2 separate regions of the Mus musculus genome follow, and region 2 is linked to region 1. The links are chromatin contacts, called in public promoter capture Hi-C maps. All regions are on one chromosome and are shown on one strand. Each heading gives the region's core, a stretch centred on a gene start, on an enhancer-like site or on the middle of the called end of the contact. The rest is flanking DNA. Distances are from core to core; before and after follow the strand shown.

Region 1 (3,041 bases), core at 268-2,767:
CAAAGACAAGTATAAAATAGCAGCGGGGATGGAACAAATGCTCCATGGTGAGCGGTGTCCTACTGGTTCTTCTCAGGACTCGAGGACAAACTGGCACACCCAGGTAGATGCAGCGGGTGCCCATACACTATGAATACATGGTGGCCCGTGCCTGGCAGGCACTTGGGAGGACTCACCAGTGTCCATCAAAGGACTGAATACTCCCTCTCCTTTAAAACAAATCTTTCAACCGCTTAATTTCTCTCAAGCAACAACAGTATCAGAAATTCTGACTCTGAGTTCTTCTCAAGTTGTCAGAAAGGAAAACAGCAGACACCAGAATTCCTCCAGGGGCTGAGGTCGGCAAACACCCTCTTAAGGACGTGTTACCAGTGGACTGGCGTATCTGGTGAACACAAGGGCCAGGGGCTGTACACACCCCCAGAAGTGACAGAATGAGGGATGTAAGCCAGATGCAGAGACTGCCTGGTCACTAAAAGGTCTTCTTGTCTCTCTGTCATTTTCTTTTGAAATAGTGTCTCTCCATGTAGTCCTGGCTGCCCTGGTGCTTGCTATGTGGCCAAGGCCTGCCTCTGCCTTCTGAGTGCTAAGACTAAAGGTTTTTTGGGGGGGTGGGGGTGGGGGGCGGGGAGTACTAGGCTGGTACTTGCTATGCAAGCCAGGCTGTCTGAGAACTGCCACCAATCCTCCTGCCTCGGCCTCCCAAGTATTATGGTTACCAGTGTGAACCACCATGGTTGGCATAAAAGGTCTGTATGTGAGTCTTAGGGCCCTCTTCTCCCTAAATCCAAGGAGAGAAACTTTTTAAATAGATGGGAGAGGATTACCCACCCCAAATAATGCAAAATGCATGAAGACAGAACCAAACAGACTTAGGTTTCAAATGGATCAGCCATTTGCTTAACTGTCCATCTTTAACACTATCCATTTGTCCTGTGTGCCTGAATACGATTTGATACTACGTGAGAAACGTTAAAAGTAGAAAACACGGAGCCAGTACAGACTTTCCATGCTTCCTTCCTTGCAGAGCAAACAGTTCGCTGGAGTAAAGCACCTCAGCTGGGACTTTCACAGCTCCTGGCTGCTGGTTGGTGACAGGGGGCAACTAGCAGACCTCCCCCGAGAGCCGACCGCGCGGGGGCGCCCTCTCCTACCGAGCAGCTTGCTGGTCTGGATGTCGATGGGCACGTGCTGATGGTCCTGGTGGGAAATACGACCGGGAGGGAGGGCGTGAACGCGGGAAGGCGATGCGCCTCGCGCGCGCTCATTCCACGAGTCCAACCGCCACCCTGCAGGGGCAGAGCACCCGACAGAGGACGGGAGGACTTGAGGAGGCAGGACAGGAATCCCAGAGAAGACCCAGTTTCTCCAGCCCTGGTCCCCACACCTGCATCCTTTCTCCACTTCCGCTTCCGGCCAAAGACCCCGGCCCAGCCTAGCACCAATCCTGAGCGGCTGTGCTTGAGCCTCAGTTCCGAAACAAACCGGCCTCCTTCAGCCACGTCGCCGTCTTCAGCGGAGCCAATCCAAGACCACGCTCCGCCCCTCTGCTGAAAGCCCCGCCCATCACGATGTTCTGATTGGTTGAGTACCGGAGGGGCGGGAGAATAGCTGACAGCCAATGGAAGGCGAGAGGCGGGCTCCGGCCGGGTGATCTCCAGGAAGGGATGTTACACTTGCACGATGGCGGTAGGGGGCACCCAAGAGCCGTTTTAGGCTGCTTTTTCATCAGCCTGGCGCGGAGCCCCCAGCTAGAGAACGAACACATGCGCGGAACAGGTCCTAGCACCTTCCCGATGGCGTTTCGAAAGTAGTTAAAAAAAATACTTTCTTCCCACCATTTTCTCCCTTTACCACATATAGAAGGTCACAGGTCTCTTGAGGCTCTCGTCACATTTTGTCCTCCCATTTATGATAAATACGATTTTTGAGCACCCGATTCTTGTTGGACGACTGGGACAGGGAAGGGAGAGGAAGCAACACTCATTGAATAGTAAACAAAAAGTTGCGTGGTGGCACACGCCTTTAATCCCAGCAGGGAGGCAGAGGCAGGCGGATTTCTGAGTTCGAGGCCAGCCTGATCTACAAAGTGAGTTCCAGGACAGCCAGGGCTATACAGAGAAACCCTGTCTCGAAAAGCCAAAAAAAAAAAAAAAAAAAAAAAAAAAAGTTGCAGAAGGAAGGATGATGGCGGGTGTTCCTGGTGGAGTGGAAAGGCTGTTTCTGATGGAAGAGACTGCACAAACTTTAAAACTACAGCTGCAAGAGTGGTTCAGGGAAAGACAAGCAGGGGAGACCGGCAAAATATACGTGGTCCAAGACAAAGTGAAGTGCAAGGTCCCTTGTTTCACGAGGGATCTCAAGAGGACACTACACAGGTCTCCCACCTATAGCTGACCTCAGACCCACCTCTATACAGTAAAAGGTTTAAGGCAGTGACCCGGGAGGAGGCTGTAAAAATATAAGGATCGTAACAAAGAGTCCCTCATTAAGGAACTTGGACTTCACACTGCAGACAGAGAGGAACCACTGAAGGGTTTGGTACAAGGAAGGACATAACACATATTGGTTAGGAGGATGGGCTAATGGGCAATAAGGCTGTGTCCAGAGCAACTAGGAGGCTGTAAGGGAGAGGTTGGGCCTCACCTAGGTCAGAAGCTGTAGGGAGGAGATAAGCAGAATTTAGGAGGAAAACAGACAGGCGTTGGCAATAGATTGGCCAAATGGGTGAGGAGGGAGGACTCAAACATGACACTCAAGCTGGGCAGTGGCGGCACACGCCTTCAATCCCAGCGCTTGGGAGACAGAGGCAGGCAGATTTCTGGGTTCAAATTCAGCCTGGTCTACAAAGTGAGTTCCAGCAAAGCCAGACCTACACAGAGAAACCCTGTCTCCAAAAACAAAGCACACACACACACACACACACACACACACACAAAGATGACACTGAAGTGTTGAGTGGGAGTGCCACCACCTGAGATAATGACACCAGTTGTGGAGCATGTGTTGGAGAGGAGGGGCTTTGAACTTGTGGAGTTGGC
Region 2 (3,041 bases), core at 328-2,827, 170 kb after region 1:
GCCCTAGAACAAAGGAGATGATGGTATAGAGGTCAGTGGGTTCCATCATGAAGTGGGCGCTTTGGGGAGATTAGACTGCCCCCTTGTGGAAACATGATGAACTTCATCATATTCTTTCTGCCCTTCAAGTAGTTTCATAACCATTTGTGCCCCGTCCCGCCCACGCCACTGACAAGCCTTTAGCGGGAGTCCTTTTATTAAAGAGTCTGTATATTGAGCTTCCACACACGAAGCCCTACTGTTATACAGACAAGCAATTATGAAACAGTTGGTGTGTGCTTTCTGCGTCATCCGCTTATTCTGTAGGAGGTTAGTACTACCATCCGTCTGATTTTACAGATCCTATCAGTAGAGCGGATCAGAGACAGAAATTAAACGAGCTGCCTAAGGCCACACAGCGACTGGAGATTCCAGATGCTCTGCTGTCGAGCATTCCTCCTCCCCACCCCCCGACCTGCCTGTCACGGGTATGGGAAGCCTCGTGTGATCAGAATCCTGCTACATGCAAGAGTCTCCTCAGACCTCTTCTCTGGCTGCCCTAATGCTCAGTCGGCTTGCTCGCACAGGTGAAGGGTCGGGAGACCTTCAAGAGCCTTCCTTTGCTCATAGAGTCTTTAGGTTTCTTCTAGTGGGAAACCAGAGATAGGAGACTCTCAGGGGTATCCAGAGCTCCCGTCAGAATAGGGACATGTCACTAAGGACCCAGAAACCAGTGAGCATAGCGACCACGCTCACTACCTTCCCGCCCACACTCTGTTCTTCAAGAGTGTCCTGTCAGGGGGTTAGCCTCTCTTCTGAAACCTGAAACCTAGGAGTGTGAGGGGCCAGGAGGAGGAAATAAGCCTCTTCCAGAGTTCCCTCTCAACACGTGCTTGCTGACAGAGTACTGTGGGTGGGTGGCACCCCCCGCAGCAAAGGTGGCTACGGAGTGGAGCATGGCCTCAAGGGACTCTGTCAGTAGAGGAAGGACAATGAGTCAACATGGCTGTGATTCAGCGTGACTGTAATAACGGCAGAAGAGAAGGCTGAGTTCCTCTGCGGTGGGCGGGAATTTACAGGAGATGGGATCAGGCAGAGTGGGTCGGGATGAGCCCTCGGAGAGCAGTGCCAGGCAAGCGAGGCAAACGCAGAGACCTGCAGTCTGAACATGACGGGATTGGGAGACAGTGCGTTGTGGCTGCCTGGAGCAGGCAGAAGATTGGCTGAGCAGCTGAGGTCGTTCATATCTGTGGGACATAAGTGCTTTAAGTAAAGACGATGGAATCCCTTCTAAGCATGCAGAAATGTCTCTCCACACTCTGAGGGAACAGGGCAGGCCTGGGAGCTAGGTCACCTAGTTTCTTAGTGTCTTCATTAAGCGTTTCTGGAGTTCCCTTTCAGTGGGGGAGCTTGTAGCTGTAAGTGACTGGGTCCCACTGGGACCAACTCAAATAGAAATGGAATGATGTATTCGTTCACATAACTGGAGGACACCGAGAGAGTCCAACTGATGGTCTGTGAAGCACTGTGGCAGGGGACAAGAGAGGCTGTAATTAACCCAGCTGGTCACATGTCCAATTTTGTAGAGGAAGCAGAAGCAGGAGGCAGCCCACAATTCACAGCTCTTTAAGACTACGGGGAGTAACCGGGGTATGCTGGCGCAGGCCTGTAATCCCAGCACTCGGAAGGCCGGGGTGGAAGTATTGTCTGCTGGAGGCTAAACGGGTGAAGAGCAAGACCTTGTCATGAAAAAATAAAAACAAACAAACAAACAAAAGCCCCTTGTGGAATGAGAGGGGGCATGGCTTTGGGATAACATGGCAATGAGTTCGCCAGTTAGCAACGGGAGCTGACATTTCTAAACGATGCATGTTCTCTGAGTCAGGAGCCCAGTCTGCCTCAAATGCTGTCCAGTCCAGACAAGGCCGGAGTGAGCCTGGGGAACAGGCACTGGATGGGAAAGCGAGAGTCACCTACGGCAGAATTCAGCACTACAGTATGTAGCCACAGTTCAAACCTCAACAATTGCCCTTCCGCGGAGCTATGGAAAATAAGGGGCGTTAGCCAACGAGAGAAAAGATGAAGAATGTTCAGAGAGAGGTGATCGCACTTAGAAGCTGCGGGTTCTGGTTTGGGAAAGCTGTCCTAGAGAGGGTGAGGAGCAGGGGGACTAGAGAGTCCAGCTTGGCAGGAGACAAGGGAGGGCTGGGGAGGTGGCTATGGGCCCTTCGGGCTGAGACACCTAGAAGGTGATTAGACTGTGTTGGATCTTGAAGTTCAAGAAAAGGCTCCAGCCACAGCGGTGGATTTGAATGCACACCAGGGAGTGGCAGCTAAGGACTGGGAAGCAGCTGGGGCTTGGGTGGGGCGGACCTGCAGCACAGCCACGCTTGCCACACAGGTGACCTTGGAAGGAGGCAGAGAGAGAGAGAGAGAGAGAGAGAGAGAGAGAGAGAGAGAGAGAGAGAGCAGAGCAGGTGAACTGTGGCTTGTGCTGCCTCGTGCTTTGCTTTTCTCTTCTTTTCTTTTTTTTTTTAAAGATTTATTTATTTATTATATGGAAGTACATTGTAGCTGTCTTCAGACACTCCAGAAGAGGGCGTCAGATCTCGTTACAGATGGTTGTGAGCCACCATGTGGTTGCTGGGATTTGAACTCTGGACCTTCGGAAGAGCAGTCGGGTGCTCTTACCCACTGAGCCATCTCACCAGCCCTCTTCTTTTCTTTTTTTGGTTTCTCTGTATAGCCCTGGCTATCCTGGAACTCACTTTGTAGACCAGGCTGGCCTGGAACTCAGAAATCTGCCTGCCTCTGCTTCCCGAGTGCTGGGATTAAAGGTGTGCGCTACCCCTGCCCGGCGCCTTGTGCTTTTCATTTGGAAGCTTCCAAGCCAAGCAAAAGATTTCCTGCCGTGGTATGAAGATCTGACGGCCAGCATAATGCTCAGCTGTGGCACCCAAAGCCAGAAGCCAGAAGGAAACGCTCAAAGGGTGGAAAGTAAATCCAGATCGTGGGTTCCCAAAGTCCTTCTTCTGGCTCTTTCATTAGCAAGAAAAGCTTGA

The links. Promoter capture Hi-C pulls out the DNA fragments that hold promoters and counts their contacts.
Region 2: a contact with region 1 is called in a promoter capture Hi-C map of pre-B cells, with 4 times the contacts expected there. The contact joins the enhancer-like site here to the promoter of Cdk5rap3 in region 1. A contact is called at or near these places in 5 of 39 promoter capture datasets (cranial neural crest, embryonic stem cells, neutrophils and 2 more), 2 of 15 datasets of contacts at CTCF or cohesin (embryonic stem cells and large pre-B cells), 4 of 484 Hi-C or Micro-C datasets (CD4 T cells, pro-B cells, regulatory T cells and 1 more), 6 of 115 datasets of contacts at active chromatin or transcription factors (embryonic stem cells, large pre-B cells and pancreatic cancer cells) and 4 of 9 other capture datasets (adipose tissue, embryonic stem cells, liver and 1 more).

Annotation. Positions count from the first base shown.
Region 1 is chr11:96,914,997-96,918,037 of GRCm38.p6, forward strand. It overlaps Cdk5rap3 (CDK5 regulatory subunit associated protein 3), which reads right to left and starts at 1,518. Exons shown (of 14, transcript NM_030248.2): 1 at 1,388-1,518; 2 at 1,155-1,200. The coding sequence starts at 1,393.
Region 2 is chr11:97,082,989-97,086,029 of GRCm38.p6, forward strand. No RefSeq gene overlaps it. Among named protein-coding and RNA genes, the nearest start is that of Mir8103, 21 kb to the left of the region's middle. Within about 2 kb of position 1,578, at least 49 of the 459 cell types and tissues checked have an H3K27ac peak or open chromatin away from gene starts, as enhancers often do. A contact at or near this core is called in pancreatic cancer cells and pre-B cells, where this site is marked.